Linked DNA regions of Pelodiscus sinensis: region 2 is linked to region 1. The links are chromatin contacts, called in public Hi-C maps. All regions are on one chromosome and are shown on one strand. The core of a region is the stretch at or near the end of the contact, and the rest is flanking DNA. Distances in the headings are between cores, read along the strand shown. Region 1 holds the start of UBR2 (ubiquitin protein ligase E3 component n-recognin 2). Region 2 holds the start of MRPS10 (mitochondrial ribosomal protein S10).

Evidence for each region. A called contact is a pair of places that touch in the nucleus more often than the background predicts.
Region 2: a contact with region 1 is called in a Hi-C map of blood, with 9 times the contacts expected there. The contact joins the promoter of MRPS10 here to the promoter of UBR2 in region 1. A contact is called at or near these places in 4 of 5 Hi-C or Micro-C datasets (blood, liver and an unstated tissue).

What each region holds. Positions count from the first base shown.
Region 1 is chr3:171,037,220-171,041,973 of ASM4963464v1, forward strand. It overlaps UBR2 (ubiquitin protein ligase E3 component n-recognin 2), which reads right to left and starts at 3,254. Exons shown (of 47, transcript XM_006122091.4): 1 at 3,074-3,254. The coding sequence starts at 3,151.
Region 2 is chr3:171,191,696-171,195,951 of ASM4963464v1, forward strand. It overlaps MRPS10 (mitochondrial ribosomal protein S10), which reads left to right and starts at 1,953. Exons shown (of 7, transcript XM_075925444.1): 1 at 1,953-2,072; 2 at 4,056-4,120; 3 at 4,215-4,256. The coding sequence starts at 4,095. TRERF1 (transcriptional regulating factor 1) reads left to right here. Exons shown (of 16, transcript XM_075925440.1): 16 at 1-431.

The DNA of each region.
Region 1 (4,754 bases), core at 2,004-4,503:
TGTAGATTACATTTTAGCCAAGAGTATAGAATTTAATTTTTTAAATAAAATTCTGTGATTTATATAATCTTAGTGAGGATCCCCTTTTTAAATACATGTATGAAATTACTGGCTTAATTTGCTGACAAACACAGGTTTGACCTCTCTGGTCTGGCACCCTCGGGACCTGAGTGGTCCTGAAGGAGAGTTTGCTGGACCAAGAGAAGTCAGGCATGGGACTCTCTGGGGCTCCCTCCTGGACACCAGCCCAGCAAGCACATTGCCCTCGGCTGGTGGTGAGGCTCCACTACCAGCTGCCGCTCGGGTCCAGCTGGGGGCGGGGAACTGGAGGCTCCTTGTCCCGTCCAGTGCAGCTCTGCTCTTGGCTAACAGGGCTCCCCGCCTGCAGGCCACTGACCCTACCGGCTGAGCTCAAAGCCACTGACAACCTCTGTGGCTGGGGCTCTCTAGTCTAGCAAAATGTATGATCCAGAAGGGGAGGCAGAGGTGTAGCGGGAGACCGGGCATGAACTAGGAATTAGCTGTCCCAGCTCACGCTTTGTCCCATCCTCTGTGCTTCAGCCTTTTAAATTTAAGAGCCAGGCAGCTCTTAATACATTTAAGAGGCAGAGCCGCAGCGGGGTTAGCTCCTGGAGTTGGGAGCTAGCCCCACTGCAGCTCTGCAGTTTCCCCCCTTACTGACTAATGGATGGAAATTCTATTAACTAGTCAATTAGTTGATTAAATGCATGTAACATCCCTAATAAGTACACATTAAAATGTTATGCTTCAGTGCCACAAGCTGCCTATTGTCCTCTCTGTCCCCCCCGAACCCACCACAGCTACAACCTGTGTCTAAAGAATCCACATGACTTCACTGGGGTTTTTAAACATTCGATTCACAAGTCCTGGCCTGCCTAAATAGGAATCAGAAGCAAAGTAGTATGGACTATTACAGGCTAAACCACTCTAGGCTGGCACTCTTTGGTCCAGCAACATCTGTGGTCTGGCATGATTTTAGTTAGCCAGATGTGCAGTTATTATGGGTGTGGCCAAGAGTCCCACGATCCCATAATGTTTATTTACAGCTACCAGTCCTGGCTCTCAGTGTTCTGTGCTATTATTTAGCTCTAATTTACCCTTAAATGTCTTCTAAGAGCCCAGTAAGCAGTAGGAGTATTTGTGATGCTGATAGATAATATTGACCTCCTGTGTGGTTCAGCAAATTCTCTGGTTCAGCACTGGTCAGGTCCCAAGGATGCCAGACTAGAGAGGTTCAACCTGTACGAGGAAAAAGTACTACATTCCAGAGCACAATCAAATGAGCTTTTTTTCCTGAACAGTCACAAAAAAATGACTGACAAAATGAGTAACAGGAAAAACATGACAGAAATCAGTACTGGACAGTGAAAATACTAAATATGGCAAGGTTCACTTTACAAGCATGCAAGTCTGGCAACCAGAGATCAGTAGGCAAGGCTCAGAGCTGGTTCCAGTTCAAAAGTATTTCTGACTCAAAGACCTTGCAAAAAGTCTAATTAACAATGCAAAGCATGTGTATTTATGTACTTTAATGTAAAACAAAATCAAAAGGATATTTCAGAAAATTGATCACTTCAGAAGAATTAAATGGCAAAAAAAAAAAAATTACCACAAAGTGTATAATTTAGTCTCTAACATATTTATTGCATATTTGAAAGACATCACTGCATGTAAATATTGATACGTAAAATGACGTGTGGCCGAAAAAGGGACCAAATTACATTTTATCACAGGATGAGAGGATCTTATTAGAAACTATACAATTCATGGTCTGTTGCTGCTTCTTTCCCCAAAGGGCCCTACTTAGTCTCCAGTAACAGCTCCCCTTTGCCACCTTATACACTCTAGTTCTTATAAATGTTTGAAGAACCTGTAACAATTACCATGTCATGATTATGTAAGTATTTTAAATATCCACTGTGTGAAAAGTGTTTTTATTTCCCTACATCTAATAACACAGCACCTGAATAAAATGTGACGAAATAAGGGAATAAATCAAATTTATCATTGAAATAATTTCACATTTGCCACCACAAGTGTCCATTAAAAGAGATAACTTAAATATTAAAAGCATAAAAACATGATAATTTGAATCATGGAATTTTTTTTCTGATAAGGTAATTATAAATCTGTTATTGACATTTACAAATAAAGCTCTGATGCTATGAACAGTTACACCCAAGAGAGCCCACTGAATTACATATATGAACCATAGAACACTCATACAAAAGTACTTAGTTCCATTGAACACTACTCTTAAATGTTCCCAAAAAGGGAATGCTTCTCTTTCTCCACTCTCCATGAGCATAAGAGGTCAGTTATCTTGTGACTGAATTTTAAGGTACAGTGTAACCCCAAATACAGTTGGCACAGAAAAACAGCTGCTTGTCAGAGAGAGGAGAAAGGGAAAAAAAAACTTAGGAAATCCACAACCCTGCAAATAGGTGTATGGGAGCAGACCACTGCTCTCTCACACAATCCCACTGAAATCAATAGGTTGCTGTGCATGGATCTGTACTCATGAAGCTCTTTCCAAGCTTGGGGCCTAAGCAGCTGAGGCGGGTAGAAGGAAACACTGTTTTTAAAACCTTCTCCCAAGCAATCTTAAGAACAAAACTTAAAAACTGCGAAGGGAAGAGGAGCCAGCAACCCGAAATACAACCTGTTGAAATCAGAGACTGCCGGGCAAGTGACCAGCCTGGGAGAGGAAGCCGTAGAAGTGGGACTCGAGTAAGGCTTGGCACAAGCCAAGCAGACGGGAGAGCTGACTTTGCTCTTCGCTTCCACGTCCTGTCACACCTCAGCGGGCTTGACACGGCAGCAAGTTAACACGAGAGAGTCTCTAGTTCACGGGGCCCCTTGAAACAGCCCCGCCACAATCGCCCCTCGCCATCAAACATATTTACCTCCCTGCCACCTCCGCCCGCCCCTAAGGCAGCGCGAGAGATCGCCTCCCCCCACTGCCGGGCCTGGCCCTACGGACCCCCCTGCCCACACACCCAGCCCGCCCGCAGGCCCGCTCCCCTAACGGCCCCCGGGGGACGAGCCTCACCACGGCAGCCTCCTCGGCGGAACATTCCAGCAAGCTCCTGTCAATGGCCTGAACCTCCGTCTCCAAGTCCGACGCCATCTTCCTCCCCCCTCCAGCGGCACCACCAAGTAGGTGACACCCGGAACCGGACCCAGCCGGCCTCCCCGCGGGGGGAACCCACTTCCGCTTCTGCCCCTCCCCGTTCCTCGCCGCCGGGCGGGGTATAACTGCCCTCTCCCTTCCGCCGCGGAGACGCCATCGTGAGCTGGCGGTGCATTGTGGGGGATGTAGTCCTAGCGCTGGAGCTGGCCCTCTGTCCTTCCTTACAGAGGTCCCTTCGCTTGGCTGGTTGACTGACGTCATGGCCCCTCTGCCTCCCCCCCCCCACCTCCCCATTCCCGGTGCTGCCCAGGCTTTGAGACCCTGACCACTGCGCTGGGGACCAGTGCCTCTCATATTGGCCTACAGGTTTGCTGCTGCTTGTCCTAAGCAATGCACCACCTATGGCAGCTTCCCCACCTCCTTATGGTCGTTGCCAAGGTCCTACAAAATCAGCGTCTCATTCTATTTCGGTATATTTCTGAAGATTTTATATATGGTAAATTTCATGATTTCAGATATTTAAATCTGAAATTTTACAGTGTTGTACTTGTAGGGGTTCTTCTGACCCAGGAAAGAGTTTGGGAGGGGATGGCAAGTTGTAGGTAGTTGCAGTACTGCTACCCCTACTTCTGCACAGCTGCTAGCAGCAGCATTGCCTTCAGAGGCTGGAGAGTGGAGGCTGCTGGCCAGAAATCAAGCTCTGAAGGCAAAGCTACTGCCAGCAGCAGCTTAGAAGTAAGAATGGCATGGCATGGCATGGCATGGTATGGTATTGCTCCACTTACCTCTGCGCTGCTGTCTGCACAGTTGAGTTGTCAGTCAGCAACTGCCACTTTCCAACCACCCAACTCTGAAAGGCTTTAGTGTGCATGTGGGTCATGTTCCCAAGAATTTTCTCCACCACTAAGAGATCTAGAAATTTACTTTTTTCTATTTTTAATTGCATAAATCCAGAAGTTGGATCTTTAAGACAAATACAAATAGTGCAAAGGTTGGCAGTGCTACAGTTACACTATTGTGCAAGTAATTCTGTGGCTCCTGAAGAGCTAAGAATATAAGAACAGCCACATTGGGTAACACCAAAGGTCCATCCAGTATAATATCCTGTCTTCTGACAGTAGCCCCAGGTACCCAGAGAGAATGAACAGAACAAATAATCAAGTGAGCTATCCCCATTACCTATTTTCAGCTTGTGGAAAACAGAGATTAAGAACTCCATTCCTGGCTTCCTCCATCAACTTATCTAATTCATTTTTAACCCTATTAAAGTCTTTGCCTTCACAGCCTCCTCTGGCAAGAAGTTCCACAGGTTGATTGTGCGTTGTGTGAAAAAATACTTCCTTTTCTTTGTTTTAAACCTGCTGCCTATTGATTTAATTTGATAATCCATAGTTCTTGTATATCAGGAGTAAATAACACGTCCTTATTTACTGTCTTCACACAGTCATGATTTTATAAATCTCTATCATATTTCTGCTTAGTCTCCTCTTTTTCAAGCTGAAAAGTCCTTCCTCATATGGAAGCCACTCCCTACTCCAAACATTTTTTATGCTCTTTTCTGAACCTTTTTCAAATTCCAATATATCTTTTTTGAGAATGG
Region 2 (4,256 bases), core at 703-3,202, 150 kb after region 1:
TAATGTAGTTTGTGATCTCTTCCAGATATAGTTTATATTATTAGCATCTGACTTGCATGCAGTTGAACTTCAGGATGTAACTTATTTAGATTTGTACTAGGTTGGTTTAATTTCATAATCTAGATTTGTTTTTTTGATGGGTTTTTATTTGGATTCCATATACTTGGTACATATCAAAAAGCACTATGTATAGAATATTCAGTACTATCTGTAACAAATAATTGTATTTGTAAATCAAAGGGTTTTATGTAACAGTTTGGCAAAAAGAGGACAGTATTTTCTAGTGAATTTTATACTTTTGATAAAATGTAGTTTGTTGGGTTTTGCTACCGTGATGAAAATTTCTTTTAAATAAATTTGTTTTAAAATAGGGGGTTGACAACAACATTATATATATATATATATTAAATATTATAAATATAATTACTTTATAGATGCTTTAAAAGGAACATTTCTTCATTCAGTCATATGGCATTGGTGTAGCCGTAGTTGGAGTACTCTGTCCAATTCTGGGTGCCACACTTTAGGAAAAATGTGGGCAAATGATAAAATGTTTAGAAAACCAGGCCTATGAGGAAAGGTTGCAAAAATTGGGCTGGTTTAGTCTTGAGAAAAGAAGGGGGAGAGACCTAACAAGTCTTCAGAAATGTTAAGAGATGGAGACAGGACAAGAAGTAATGGGCTTAATCTTTAGCAAGGGAGATTTAGATTGTAATTAGAAATATTTTCCTAAAGTTAAGCTCCAGAACTGTGGAATCTCCATCATTGGAAGTTTTTAGAAACATGTTGGCAAGCACCTTTTGAGGATAATCTAAATTTGCTTGGTCCTGCCACATTGTAAGGATAACTATTACATTGATATTTTCAGAAAGGGAAAAAAATATTTAAAAATTTTGTGCTGCAGTAACCCTAAAGAAACACTAGTGTATTTAATCTTGTTTTGAAAACAACTCTGTCCTCTTGTGTCTCCTGCAATAGTCTTGACTCAATATTTCTGATGCTGCCAAGTGCTAACTTGGTTACTTTGAATGTTCTGCAATGGCGGTTCTCAAACTTTTTGGGCTTTGGAGCCCTTTACATGCGTAAAAATTTACGCGGAGCCCCAGCCGCCCACTGATTGTATGTGTTGCACCTATCGATGTTTCCAGTTTGTTTACCTCTCGGAGCCCCGGGAGCTGCTCTGTGGAGCACAGTTTGAGAAACACTGTTCTACAACTAGAACAGTGTTTCAAAGCTGTTAATGCCTTGTGGTTCTCATCACACATCCTTGGGAAGGGGGCAAGAACAATATAGTAACTCAGCAACGAAAAAGTGTAGCCTGAAAACAGCTCAGAGCCGGGAATGGAAGTTCAAGTATAATGTTTAAGTCTGGGGTGGACAGTTTATTCGATAGTTTAGCAAACGTGCCTATGCTCAGATGTTCTGTAAAGGATGAAGTGTGCGCCCCGCTATGTAATCGCTGCTTGTGTAAGACACGTCGCCTGCTTTATTTCAAATAATTCTGTATCCGTTTCAGAAGCTTGGCACGTTTGCCAAAGACTTTCTTTTTTCCCTGCCTTTTACTTTTGTTTTTCTTTGCTTGCGGGTGGAGTTAGTTTCACCCCGCACCCAAGCCGGGCTGTAGATAAAAACACACTCAAGATAATCCACAATTAACGGGCCCCTCGCCTCGCTCCCGCCAGGGGCTCTGGGGCCGCAGCCTGCTCCTGTATCCCGGCACGATCCCGCGCGCCAGTAGGGGCTGAGGCCAGGCCCGCCCTGTGACCCGTTCCTGCGCACTAGCAGCCCCCCCCCCCCCCCCCCCCGCCGCTGGGCCAGCACCGGCTCCCTGCGCGGCGCCGCGAGACACAAAGGCGCGTTCCAGGGGTCACGTTGCGGGGGGGGGGGGCGGCTCACAGCTCAGGACAAGAGGGGGCGGGGGGTTGGCTGGGCCGGCCCCTCTGTGCCGCTCCCATCGCTCAGCCTGCCCGCGGTTCCACGCCCCCCGCCCCGCTGGGCTGGACTGGGAAGATGACGCGGGAGGGACCAATGGAACGCGCCCTGCGCTGCCTGGACTGGGGGAGGGGCAAGCGGTAAGTGCGCGCTGGGGTGGGGGGAGCGGGAAACTGTTCTGCGTCACGTGGACGGCGGCGAGGTCTGGCACCTGCGCGAAAGCCGAGCGCGAGCCGCAGACTTACAGGTGCGAGGGCGAACTCTATGGTAGCAGGTTGCGAGCGGGGCCGCTCTGTATTTCCGGGTTAAGCTCTATGGTGGGGTGGCTGCCGGAAGTTTCCGGGGGAGGGGTGGGCAAGATGGCGGCATGGGGAAGGGTGAGCCGGTTGTGGCGGTTGCCGCTCTGTCAGGTACTGGGGGGGCGGGGCGCCCGCACCAGACCGATGCTCCGGTTTGCATGCTGGAGCCCTCCGATTCGCCCCCGCTCTCAGCGCGCTGGCGGACACGAGTCAGAGCCCTCTCCCTCCCCCCCCCCCCACTTGGCCGGCGCTGAGAACTGAGCGGCTGCAGCCGGCTCGCGTTCCTGGGCCGTAGAGCCCCGCAGAGCCGGGCGCCCTGAGTTGTTGGGTAGCGCCTGGGAGCCCCGCTCCTGGACCAGGCTCCCAGCCATAGGCAGAGCTGAGGCAGCCCCCCCCCCCCCCAAGTTGACAATCCGGGGTCTGAGGATGTTGAGGATTAGTTGAAATGCTTATTGGATAGTGGACTGGTCAGTTCCCCCTGCCCCTGTGCCTCCATCACCCCGGTCTCCATGGCATTTCCACAGAACCTGGAGTCACCTGGAGCCCCGGCTCCATGTGGTGCTGCAGCTTTGAAATGCTGTAGAGAACCCTGGGATCAGCTGACACCAGGCTCCATGGGGGTGCTTCTGCTTTGAAATCTACATTTCAAAGGAGAAATGCGGAAGTGCCTTTGGACTAACCAAGTAGTCAATAGAAATTCCACTGACTACTCGACTAGTAAATTAATGTATATTTATATCTTTACATGGAGCTTTATGTTAAGGGATGTGGCTTATGGTTCCAGTTAACTGGTAGCTATACTCTACACAATTGCCTTTATTTTGAACTGATATCAAGCTGGAGGACTTCTTACTCCAAATCATGGGAACCCTCATTTCATGAGGAGTAAGGGAAGTCGAAGGAAGAATGTTCTTCCTTCAACTTCATGCTGTGTAGACAGCACCAAAAAGCCGAATTAAGTTATTTCGATTTCAGCTACACAATTGATATAGCTGACGTCTTAATTCAACTTTAGCCCTGCTGTATAGCTGTACCCTTATTGTGCTAACAAAGTTAGCAAGCTTCAATTTTTGTACTGAATTCTTACTCTCAAGTGTTTTTATAATTATGGGACTTTGTAATGTTGGTAATCAATTAGTTTCTTCCCCCTTCTCTTATTTTGGCCATAATTATATATGCAGTAGATAACGAGTTCTTTTTTTTTGTATCCATGTAATGCAAAGTAATTATTAATCCAAGATTTTTTTTCCTGTGTGAGCTCATCAGATTTGCATTTCCAACACACAAACTTTAATGTGGAATTTCTGCACAGATCAAAGGAAATCTCCATATTGGTTGAGTTCTGAATCCTTCTAAAAAGATAGCTTGCAAATTAAACTAGTCATTTTATTATGTGCTTAGCTGAGGTGACATTTATTATAAATTCTAGGAGTAAATGGACTTTGTTTAGGAATCAGTGTTGTTTATTCAGGCCTGTGCATTGGAATAGCAGCTGCTGCCTTTTCATGTTCTTAATGAAGACCTTCCCAACTTGGGTCCACCTTCATTGCTGTGTTCTGTGCCATCTTTGGAGCAAGAACAAAATTCTTCTAACTAGTATGTGTTTCATTGCTCTGCACCAGCACTGTGTATGGGTTTCAAGGTACAAGAGAGCCTCGCTACAAATTGATTAATTTAATCTTTCATATGCTAATTTCTTTATGGTACGTCCAGATTTACATTTATGTATTAGTCTAGAAAACAAAAACTAGCTTTTAAATGTATATTAAGCTGATTACTTTACATTTGAAAGACGGCAGCTAATGATTTAACTCATCTTCACAGGGATCAGGAACTTTCTCTGTAAAGTACTCAAGCAGGAATATGCAAAAGGGATATAGTTTTTTTCAGTAAGTATAACATTTAAATATGAAGTCTGAAAAACCTGGAGCTCTTAATTTGCAATCACATTAAATGTGTTTTTGTCTCTCTCCTGCTAACTAGAAACAAGGACTTGTGGGTTCAGTTCTCAGGATTTCACACCGA